Linked DNA regions of Gossypium arboreum: region 1 is linked to region 2. A link is a contact called in public Hi-C data. All regions are on one chromosome and are shown on one strand. Each heading gives the region's core, a stretch centred on a gene start, on an enhancer-like site or on the middle of the called end of the contact. The rest is flanking DNA. Distances are from core to core; before and after follow the strand shown.

Region 1 (6,453 bases), core at 481-2,980, 770 kb after region 2:
ACCTTATTGCCATGAATATGCATGAAATTTCAAGTCCATCCAATATTTGAGATTCTACTCGGTTCATATCGTTTACATACATCTATGCTATACCATATACAAATAAGGGATTAGAATTGAAGACAAAACCTTTAAAGATCTGAAACTCAGTTCAATCTAAACAAAAAAACATGATAGTAGTATAGAAGTTGCAGAAAACAAAATTAAATGTCATTAAAGTTCGTGCAGTGGAAAAAGGCTTTTGCAGTCATTTCCCTTTCGAATCTCCAAATATAATTCAACCCCACAAGCAGCTCGGTGATAGCTGCTTCGGTCTTTTCTTTATTCGCAAAGAAAAGAGTTCGGAAAAGAAGAATAACATTTGTTTTGGGCAACAAATTCTGGTGCTCAAAGCTCCTTTCACTTTGCCATTTGATCGTGTTGTGTGCCAATGGCGATAACCAACCCAATATGCTTCTCACAGCTGTTCTCCATTCTCCAGCAAGGACTGGATCACTCGCTGATGACAACCCTATTCCTTTTAATCTACCCCTTAAACACGAACTAATACTGCTAGGAAGCATGGAATAAAGATCGTCTCTTGCATCAATGCCTACTAATTGTGGTGACTTGATCATCTTCTCCATAATGATAATCAAATTCGCATAGTGTAGAGCTAAAGCCGCCGCCCCTAACGTACTTGATGGAGGCTTTAAAAGCTTCGAGTTCGACTCGAAAAAACTTACCGGCTTCGAAGAAGTCTTCAATGGACCTGATACAAAGTGAAAAGTGTCGGGGTTTTGAGTTGGATGGACAGTCGCAGAAGCTGAGAGACTTCGTGGTAAACAAGAAGGATACCCAAACTCAAACCCGAAAAAAACAAGCTTCAACCTTGCTAAAATAGTGAAAATCGATCTCACAAGTATGGAAACAACCATGTCAAAGCTTTTGTTCCATAAACATCTCTCTTTCAAATACTTAACTTCTTGTCTTTGCCAAAAAAGCTTTGTTTGCAGATCAACAATCTTTTGTTCTTTGATTGAAGATGGTTTATATTCTTTACACTTTCTCAAGCAGTTCTCAATTGTAGATAACTCCTCCATTTCTTTATACAAAGTTGCCGTAATGGTGACGTACTTGTCCATCTTCTTTCTTTTAGCTTCCATATCTTTAGAACTCAGAACCCAGCCATATCTATCATGACCCGAGTTAGCGAACTCATCGAACCACCCATCGAAACCTTGAAGATCCGAGTCTTGGCACCTTTTGCTTATCCTGGAAATGGATTTTGCTACTACCCTTATAATTTCAGCCATTTCAGCACACGCCAACCCTAACAGGAAAGACTCATCGTTAGAAACAATCTTGTGGACTCCTTCGAGAGATAAAGATTCATCACGAAGACGAATTATAGTCGTATCTGAAAGACAATTCCAGAGCTGTAGAAGCTTTGACATAAGTCCAGCGATTTCAAAGGATAAAACCCCAACGTTGGCTTTATGATTTGAAGATCTTGCAGTATCAAGGGTGTTGGATATGGTTTTTTTGAGTTTTATGAGCCATGTTTCAAGAGCCATGAGGCAAAGAAGAAAGGAATGGATCCACTGAAACAAATGGAATGCAAAGAGAAATAATTGAAGAGTGGAAGTTTGCAGAGATAAAAGAGATAGTGAATGAAATGGGAGGAGTTGAAAATTTTTGCAGATTTGAAGCTCGTGGGATGTTGATTGAGCCCATTATAGAAATAGCAACTCCATTATAAATTGTTCCATTTTTCAAAATTAAATAAACAAAGGAAACTACAATTTTTTTGCCCAATTATAAAAGCTATAAAATAACTTTTAATTATTTATTTTTTCTTTAATCACCAGTCAATTGTTAAAAAATGAAACTTTAAAAATAAAAGATAATTTGAGTGATAAAAAATAAAATTAAATAGTTAAATAATTTTTATGATTAAATGACCACAAAACAAACAAAACTATAATTGAGTAACTAATATGATATACCTATAAATAAATAAAAATAAAAGAGAGCTTGGAGAAGAGTTCCATTTCAAATAGATGCAGAGCAGCGCGTGATCGATGGAGTAACCGGATTGTTTATTTGTCTTTTTTGGATTTGAAAAACAATGACTTTAAAAGCGAGTGGGGCATATTTAATGGTTTCAATATTTGTAATACAAAGGGGAAAAAATATTTTGTGGTTTTCTTTTTCTTTTGATTCATTTAATCAAATAAAATGATCTAAAGTTAGATGTTATTAAAATTGATGACTCAATGAGTTGGACTGATATGAATTATTGTAAATCGATAAAATTGATAATAACAATTTAATCAATTCAGTTAATTATGATTTTTTTGTATTTTTGTTATTTTTATAAATTTATTTATTTTTATCTGATTAATATTAAATTGATGGTACAACACATTAAACCGAAAATTAATGAATTAATGGGTTCAACTATAATTTTCAGTTAGACCACCACTCTAAACTCTTATAACAGTGACAATATCTGATCATTTCACTTGTGTTTGGTAAAAGAAACTTTACTTCCTTTTCTGGTCTGTTTTTTTCTACAATGACGAAAGTCCATATTTATCCTCTTCATATTTTGATTGATATTCAGGATACGTTTGATTCACTATAATAGAATAGAATTGTAATTGAATAGAACTGTAATAAAATAGAGTTGTAATCAGTAATTCAACTGTTTAGTTGAATGGAATGAAATAGAGCTGTAATAGTATTCTTGTGTTTGGTTGAATGGTATGATGTTGTAATAGCATAAGGAAAAAAACTAAAATGACCATAATACCCTTAGCGGAATTTTTTTAGGCAGATGATTATTGTTATTATTATTAATTTTAATAAGATTATTATTGAAAATAATTTAATAAAATAATAAATAATTTAACCATATTTTAACATAATTATTATTAAATATAATTTAATAAAAATATAAATTAATAACATTCTTAATATAATTATTATATGAATTAAAAAATTAAAATATATAATACTATAAAAATATATATAATCTACTTTATTATTTTTAAACGCAATACATATTTAATGTGCTAAAACATCATTAGTGAAATAAATAATTTAATTATTCTACAATAAAAATAAAATATTGAAGTAATAAATAACTTGAGAATTATATTTCACATCCAAGCATAATATTCATATATTAACAAAAAGTTACATGATTTCATTAGTTTATATGTCATAATCCATATGTTTTAAAATTTTATAACATCAAAAGTTGCAACATTGTAATGACATCCTATCATGTCATTATACCATCCAAATATTACAAACACAAAAAGTTACCAAAATATCATCAATACAACCATGATTTTTAATGGACAGCAAGAAATCTTCTGACCTATTCCAATCGCACAGTAGAAGGTAAACTAAAGAAAATGAGCATTTGTGTTGGATGATCTGGAATTTTGTTCAATGCTCGATAATGCTCATCCTCAGTTAAACCTTCTACTTCACGTAATGTTGGATATAATTTCAGTGCACTTTTTTTGAATGGTCATTTCTGACTTTTGTTGAATTAGCACTTCAAAGGCAATATACTTACAGATTTCAAGGCCAACGGTCTATATATTTTCCGCCAATAAAGTGGCAGCATCATTAAATGAAGTAGAATAATCACTTGCATCAGAAATCCTTTTTATCTTCTTTGAAAATGTGGAATCACCTTGGTTTTTAGCTAGTTGCGGTTGTGTAGCTGAAAGATCCATGTCATCCAAAGAGACATCATTTTCGCATCAATGGAAATCGTTTCTTTCTTCATGAGTATTTGTAGTAGCCACATCCTCAACATCTATTTCTTCAATAATATCAGCGGCTGTTTGAGCATCTTTTCTAGTGGCTCGATCTTTTGCGTAGATGGCAGTAAGTTGGTCATAATAAGGGAAACTCTGATGTTTGAATTGAGCAGCTTCTTTATGACTCTATAAAAATGAGGAATTCATATTAGATATAAGTTTGGTCAAAATAAGATAATAAAGAATTGAAATAATTCTTACATTTATATATGAGTTCCACACCGCATCTTCAACAACAACAAGCTACCTATGCTCATCCCAACCAAAGCCGTTATTGTTTTTTTCACTAAGCATGTCATAAACGATTGACCAATACCTTTTCAATGTCCTAATCCTCGATTCAAGATTAGGTTTAGCCTTCAACATGGCATGGGGTAAAACTTTTTCTAACATTTTTTCCAACTCATTTAAATAACCAGCTTTGAATCCCGTATCTGCATTAAAGGTTCCAACATTGTGCAGGTCGACCATACAAGCAACCAACACAGCATCTTCTTCTAGAACCCATTTCCTTTTGGTTCCTCAAGAATTTTAGGAAGAAACACTTGATTGTGAAAAACCTGACATAACTACCTTAAGAAAAAAATGCAAATTAAAATTAAGTTCAATATTATGCATCAAAAGATCAACACTTTATAAAATTATAACACATGATGAATCAAAAGAAAATAAATTATCATTCAACAAGTCTAGTACAATACAAAAAAATAATTCAAACACCACCAAAGTTTCATGAACTAGATATATGAAATAACAGAAACAATTTAACGTTTACTATTTTTACCCTAAACCTAACTAATTTCTAGATGTTTGCCATTCATCAAACATTTGGTTGGCTAGGTCCATCCTCCAAGTAGCCCTTGCATCCGATGGATGAATATTTACGATATTCGGTTCATCATCATCTAACACATTACTAGGTAATCCTTTTCCCAACTCCACTTCAATAAGATCAAGACTCATATAGATTCGAATAAAATTATGGAGCAAACAACATGCAATAATGATTCTATTATGCACCCTTACAAGATAGAATTATGGACTCCTAAGTATTCCCCATCTAAGTTTTAATAACCCAAAACATCTTTCAATAACATTACGCGCTGAAGCATGTTTCATATTGAAAAATTCTTCCAGAGTACTTGGCTGGTAACCTTGACGCCACTCATTCAAATGATATCTTGGTCCTCTAAAAGGCACAAGAAATCCCTCACAATTTGTGTATCCAGTATCAACTAGATAATAATAACCTATAAAAAGAAACTATTTGTCATGGTTAATTTCCTAAAAAAGTATGATCTTAAAAATTAATTCAAATTCCTCTAATTTTGCACTTTATCATGAGGAACTTTTAATCCATGTTTCCTACTAATGGCATCTCGAAGAACTCGTCCATCAGCAAAAAAACCTTCCCAACTAGGAAGAATATAAACAAAATGTATATCAGGTGTACAAACACCTAACATATTTGTTGCTATGTCACCTTTTCGCGTTCGATATCTAGATTTATCAACTGTTGGAACCCTAATCTTGATATGGGTTCCATCTAAAGCACCTAAGCAATTCTACATCACATATATAAAACCTTGAGTTAGGATACTATATTTAAATGTAAATGGACTAAATTATGTACGAGCTATATATAGAACTAACTCCAATACCTTAAACCATTTCCACATTGGGTCTGTAGAATTAGCTATAATTGGCTCTGCCTTTTTAAATAACACATCTTGTAAGCGTATGATAGCATTTAAAACATTGTGAAATGATCTGCTAACAGTTTCCCCAGACCTATTAAAGTGACGCTTGATAACTCTATTTTTAAGGTGATGAGAAATGATATGTAAAAACATTGTCACTTGCTCATCAATAAGCATGTTCCTTGACGACTTCAATCCCCCTAAAGTTTGTAACATCTCACATAATTTAAAAAAGGTAATTCTATTCATCCTAACTTGTTCAATACAGGTCTCGTCACTACCATATACAAGTTTTTTCACATAATCTCATTTTGCATAAAAATCTAAAACATAGGATCTAATCCTTGGTCTATAAGTATCTAGGCTATGGATGGCACCCAATGCAACTAAGAACCAACTCGCAACTGTACACATTTGCAACCATATTGTAATAGCAAGACCAATTCTTTTACGCCTCTCACTTTGTACAATTAAAGGCTGACGAGCCATTACTGCAAGATATTAAAGTGTTACATATCTTCAAATTATAGTAAAAGGGTCACATTTCTTCAATATTAATTTCAATAACAGTAAAACAAAATCAAAGAATTTAATTTGTAAAGAACTTACAGTGGTCATTGAATACAAGAAGCTCAACTGTGGGTGGAAGAAGCAATCAAGTAAACCAAAGAAGAAGAGGAAGCAATAACACACTATCAAAGAAAAATGAACAATACATATTTATCAAATTTCATTCAACAAAATCGACTCTTTGTTTAGCAAATAATAATGTCTTGAACATTAAAAAAAAAATTAATAATAAACATCTAATCTTGAAATACATCCACACTCAAATTACATAATTTCCAGTGTTATAGAAATATACATATATTATATGAAACTTTTATAATGTACTGGGAAAGATGAATTCATAAGTACTTTTATTTAAA
Region 2 (6,234 bases), core at 2,680-5,179:
CGATCAAGTAAGTTTATTTAAATCGAACTTTCGTTTTTATAAAAGTGGAACTCTCTCTCTATATATAAATTAAAGTGACAACTGATAACTGATGCATATGGATACCGAATCTTCAGTGCTAACTCATTGGTTGTGCATTGTGATGCTACGAACAGATGAAAAGCAATTACACTTACTGTCTCATAGTATATAAATGCTTAACCACATCTATAAAAGTAGATACTTTTCTCTGTTTATTTACGCTGGCTTGGTATTCCGAAATGGTTGAAATGGTTTTTTCTGTTAACGAAGGAGACTGAAATGGTTAATAACATACAGCAATTGGTTTTTAATTGCTCTTATATCATGTGAAGGCTACAAAATTGTTGAAAAAACCAGAAAGAAATGCAGATAAAATTAAAGATCCCCTTGACCTTATATAAAAACATAATGTTTATTTGGAATCATAGGTGACTGAAAATCTAGTTTAAAATGGTGGTAACCATGTGATAGCAATGGGGCTTCTTACTTTGTGCACTCCGTCCTTCCACACCAGCCCTCCAAACTCAGGCATTGTTTGTGGGGATTTTCTTGTGAAACTGATCTTGTAAGACAGTTTCTGGTTTCTTCTAGTGAAATTTAGAGTTTTGGGCTCAACTTTAATGGTGACGCCTTTAAATGGTGAAACTACAACATGGTAATGTGAAGCAGGAGGACCAACATTTGTGACTGTTCTATGGAGAGTCAAAGTTGAAATGGCTGTATCTTCTGGGAAGACAACTGAGATTGCTGGGTAGTTCAAATCTCCTGGAGTGGCAAGGGTGTTGTGATGGCAAGACATATTGGAATGCTTGCTAAAAGCTTTTAGCTGCATTGCAGTCAATTTCTGTGTGCAGAGGAATACAAAGTAATCCTGGGCTGAAATGTCATAGATCAAACCTGGGTCTAGAGCTTTCAAAGGGTTGATATGACCAGCTCCATGATCATAGGGAGTGGAAGCTGCTGCAGTGGAAGAGTCTTGGAGTGGATTATGGATGTTATCATGAACATAAGCGGTTGTCATTAGAGCAGATTTAACTGCTGCGGCACTCCAATCTGGGTGTCTGGCCTTGATCAAGGCAGCAATTCCACTAACATGAGGGCATGACATTGAAGTCCCTGATAATATGTTGAATCTCACTCTCCTATGATCTGTTGGAAGACTTGACGGACCCAATTCTCCAGTCCAGGCTGCAAGGATGTTCACCCCTGGCGCAACCACATCAGGTTTGAGAATTTCAAGTGTGAGGAAATTTGGTCCTCTAGATGAAAATGCTGCCACCACTGGTGATGGCCTAACACCCAATCTGGTACCTACAAAGGCTAGAGTTGCGGTTGGTTTCCCATTTGTTAAAGCATAATGTTTGATTGCTTTCCCTTCCATCTCTCCCACTGCAACTGCTGGAAGTAGGTGACAATCTGCAACAAGCTCCTCCCCATTTGCTGCAGTGTTTGTCAAAATCATTCCTACTCCTCCAGCATCTTTCACTACTTGACCCTTTTGCACTCTAGGACTTATTCCTCGATCACATATCACAATTTTCCCAGAAACAACATGTGGATCCAAAGTTCCCTCTAAGCATAATGAACTTGGATTAGGGCTGCTTGAGTTACTACCCATATAAACAAGAGGGTATTGCTTGTTTGCCTGCAGTAACCTTCGCCCTTTGTAGAGTGAAACTCCAGGTATGGTTCTCCCACTCCCTAGCTTAACATTACCTGGAAAATCTCTATCCATGGTGCTAGCACCGACTGTAGTGATCCATGGTGATACATTAGTGAGGCTGACAGGATCTGGTCCTCCATTGCCAGCTGAGCAAGAGACAAAAACACCCATCTCCATTGCTCCAAAAGTTGCTATCGCCAAACTGTCGTGAGAGTAAGATGAAGCTCCACCACCCAAAGATATCGACAACACATTCACTCCATCACCCACCGCTCTATCAACCGCTGACAGAATATCCGAGCTGAAGCATCCACCAGTCCAGCAAACCTTGTAGGCTGCAATTCTTGCACCAGGAGCCATTCCTCTAGCTGTTCCATAGGCATAACCAAGAAGATTTGCACCTCGTACCGGAGAGCCAGCAACAGTGGCTGCTGTGTGAGTACCATGTCCATCTTGATCTCGAGGTGATTTATATTCGTTTTTCTCATTGATTTTCCCAGTGGCAGCTTCATATCCCCGGTAGAATACTCTTGCACCCACAATTTTCCTGTTGCAGTGATGCTTTTTAAAGCCTCGTCCAGTTTCACATGTTCCTTTCCAGTGAGGAGGAACGGGTGTCATCCCTGTATCATTAAAGCTAGCACTTTCCGGCCAAATTCCAGTGTCAAGTACCCCAACTATGACGTCATGATCCGCAAGTTTTTGAGACCAGATGCTAGTACTTTCTTCTGGTTCTAATCCAAGGAACATAGGACTCCTTGTGGTGTGTAATTCATACTTGGTCTCTGGAAGTATAGCAACTACACCATCTTCTTGTTTTAGCCTCTCAGCTTCTTCTTCAGTTAACTGAGCGGCAACACCATGAAAAGCATTTTGGTAGCTATAGATGATCCTATTTTCACCATCTCCTTCACCTTCACTCTGGGTATCGGACATTACCGACTTTAATTTCGATGAGTACCATTCCAGAGGACTGGAGAATGATGCTGGCATTCCAGACTTGTGCATTTGGACGATGTAGGTCTTCTTTATTAATGAGTTGCTTTCCGACAGGACGAAAGCGAAACACAGGCAGCTAGCTAGAATGAGAAACAGCCATTTTACTGGGTTTTCAGCCATATCCAAGCACAAGCTTTTTGGGGGGTGCTACAGAAAAATGGGAAGGTGAGTGGAGGTGGTGATGTCCTTGAGAGACTACAAATATCCCAGAAACCTGTACTGTCTTGTTAAGCTGGTAATTAAGTTGGTTGGTGCTTCTTGAATGCTTGGTAGGTGGAGTTAAAAACTGGTCTTTTGGGGGTGCAGTGGTAAAAAGTTTAAAAGTTTATCTTGTTTGCGGAGAAACTAGCTGTTTTTCATGCTGTTGTTAATGGCTTCTTCCTATGGTTACCTAAAACATAATAATAAATAATGAAAGCTCACACAAGCAACGAGTGATCCTTCAACTTGTCCGCTTTTCATTAGATGAAATCAGAGGTGAGAAAAGGCATGAAGACTTTTAAGCGTGGTTGGATGAGACTGAATTAATGGTCTTTTAACATTATACACAATTTCTTTTAATGCTGTGCCGTTGGTGCTTTCCGTATGCCAAGTTTCGGGTCCCCCACGATCACATGATGCATGTAAAGCATCTGTGGCGTTGTCAGAGTAAGAAAGAATGGGTTATTACGTTCGTCTTTCTCATTTTAAAAATGCCCAAAATTTCCTTTTTGGTTTCCCCGTCATCTTCCAAAATCTTTAGTTTTTTCTTTCTTTTTGGTTGATATTCAAAAGAAAATGCACTCGAGCTTTTTCATATTGAGAAACCAATAATTATTTTAGTAATTAAGAATTGGTGATGGTATAACTAACGGTGACGAATGTTGCAGTGCAAATTCAAATAATGGTGATGATATTGCGAACGGGGATATTTATAATGGTATGGCATAGTGTATAATTGAAATTTTTGTCTTGGATTTGATATTTTCCTCAAATCGAGGCAGCAATAGTTAAAGTTGCCCGTTACTATGTCTATCTATACCTCGAAATCATTCCTACCCTGTGAGAGGGGTTGACTGTGTTTTTCTTTGGGCTAAATTGTGGTGATCCAATTCATCAATTTTCATTTTTCTATTTTTTAAATTTGATTGGTAGAGAAAAGTTGTAATAAAGTACTCATATAATATCAAAAAAAAATTATTAGTTAAATAAGTAGTTTTTTATTTTATTTTAAGTAAATATACTAATTTTTAGAAAGAGTGTGAAAACACTTCCATTGGACGTATTTTTGTATAGGTAATGGAAAAATGCATCTACCTAAACGTGCTATCTATTTAAATTGTATTTTTTTATTTTTTAATATAATTACTATCTTTAGTTAGATGATTAAATATTAATAGTTTTGTTCTTGAAGTCTTGGGTTTGATTCTTTTATATTCACATTTATATTTTTTATTTTAAGTTGTTTTAATATTTTATTATTTATAATTAATATTTTTAACATATTAGCTTCCTTGATTAAATGATTAAATAATAATAGTTTTATCATTAAGTCCCAAGTTCAATTCCTCCTCTTCTAAACACATTTGTAATTTTTACTTCATATTTTTAATTTTAATTAATAAATATTTTGTTTTCAATTTTTATTTTTAATTAATCTTTTAATTAATTTCTCTTTTATTCATAAAATCAAATGATAAATATATGATTATATAATAAAATATATATTTTACATATATCATTATGTTAAAGATATTTGAAATTAATAACTCATTTATATATAATATAAATATCAGCTAATTTTTTTATATATTTTTCTTTATAATATTTGTATGTCAACTATTTATTTTCTCTACATATATTATGGGTTTGGTGATTTCTAATATTATAAGATGAAAAATTATTTCACATATAACTATGTGAAATATTTTAAATACACATAAAAATTATATAATACTAAAATTTACTACACTTATGATATGGATTAAAATAAATATTACACATATCAAAATTATATTTACTAAAAATAATAATATTTGTAATAATTATTTGATTTTATAAACAAAAGAGATATTAATTAGAAAGATGAATTAAAAATTGAAAAAATATATTTATTAATTAAAAATAAAAAAGCTTGAAATAAAAATTAAAAATGTGTTTAGAAGAGGAGGAATTGAACCTGTGACTCAAGGATAAAATCATTATTTTTAACCAAGGAAGTTGATATGTTAAAAACATTAATTAAAAATTAAAAATTAAAAAAATCTTAAAATAACATGAAATAAAAAATACAAATGTGATTGGGAGAGGAATCAAACCAAGACCCGAGGACAAAACCATTAACTTTTAACCTTTTGACCATATATACTAATTATATTTGTAACATCCTGATTTTGGGCTTAGTCGGAACAATGGTTTCGGGACCACAAATCCGATGAGGAAAATTTTATTTTTATTATATTTTTATGGTCTACGAATTCAAGAAATGATTCCGTGAAAATTAAGTTCGACGTTTGGGAACTCAATTTAGTAAAAATGACTAAATTGTAAAAAGTTCAAAAGTTGAGTTCTACATGTTAGAGGTATCAAATTGTTATGAAATTTTAAATGGGAGGTCCTTAAATGATAATTAAATAATTGTATAACTTGTTGGAAAAAAATAACCTTGATTGGGTAAAATTTGAAAGAATAGTAAAAAGGGCATTTTGGTTATTTAGGGATAAAATGAATTAAAAGACAAATTTTAAACTCCAAATGTGTCCCTTTCTTCTTGCTACAGCAGAATGTACCAAAAGCAGCCATGGTGGGTTTGATCAAGCTTCCAAGCTTAATAGTAAGTGATTTTAAGCTCCGTTTTTAATGTTCTATGTATTTTTGAAATCTTGGTAACATGATCTGTTCATTTCTACCATTATTTTGAGCTAGGATTTATGTTTAAAAAATTACCCATGAATGATATGCATGTATTTTGATGTTTAATGGTAGAATATATAGCTTTAAATTGTGTTAAATAACTTTTGCTAAGTGATTTTATGTAAAAACAAGTAAAACGGTATAATCAGTAAAAATACCTAATGTTCATAAGTACATGTTAGAGTGAGAATTTGATGTTGCCATAGAAGGGAAAAATTATCAGCATGTCATAAAACATAAGAAAATAGGAAGAAGTTTAATTTCCAAACCTTGGGGCAAAAGTGCAAATATGCAAAATTTAGGGGTCAAAATGAAAATTTTTAAAAATATAATTTTTAGACCCATATGAATAGTGTGACTAATTAGTAGGCTAAATGTGATATTATGGATCAAGGAAATCGAGATTTGGGCTTAAATCGGGAAAATACAAGGTTATGGACTAGAATGGTAAATTGCCATTTCTGGATCCGAGGTAAGTTTGTATGTAAATAATTTATCGATTCTTTTTATTTTATTATATTTTGTTATCATATGAAATGTGGCTTCCTATAGAATGATTATTTATTGTAAATTGCAAATTGAGAAAGGACTATGAATAAATTGTAACATGTTGGAAAGTGAGGAATTTCCCGGTTGAGCCTTCGAAATAGAAATGACAC

The links. Hi-C and Micro-C count contacts between places; a contact is called where the count stands out from the background.
Region 1: a contact with region 2 is called in a Hi-C map of leaf, with 2.4 times the contacts expected there. The contact joins the promoter of LOC108452293 here to the promoter of LOC108456759 in region 2. A contact is called at or near these places in 2 of 5 Hi-C or Micro-C datasets (both in leaf).

The regions. Positions count from the first base shown.
Region 1 is chr9:40,790,920-40,797,372 of ASM2569848v2, forward strand. It overlaps LOC108452293 (protein PSK SIMULATOR 3-like), which reads right to left and starts at 1,731. Exons shown (of 1, transcript XM_017750070.2): 1 at 1-1,731. The coding sequence starts at 1,556. The coding sequence ends at 204.
Region 2 is chr9:40,022,132-40,028,365 of ASM2569848v2, forward strand. It overlaps LOC108456759 (subtilisin-like protease SBT1.3), which reads right to left and starts at 3,930. Exons shown (of 1, transcript XM_017755412.2): 1 at 415-3,930. The coding sequence starts at 2,803. The coding sequence ends at 467.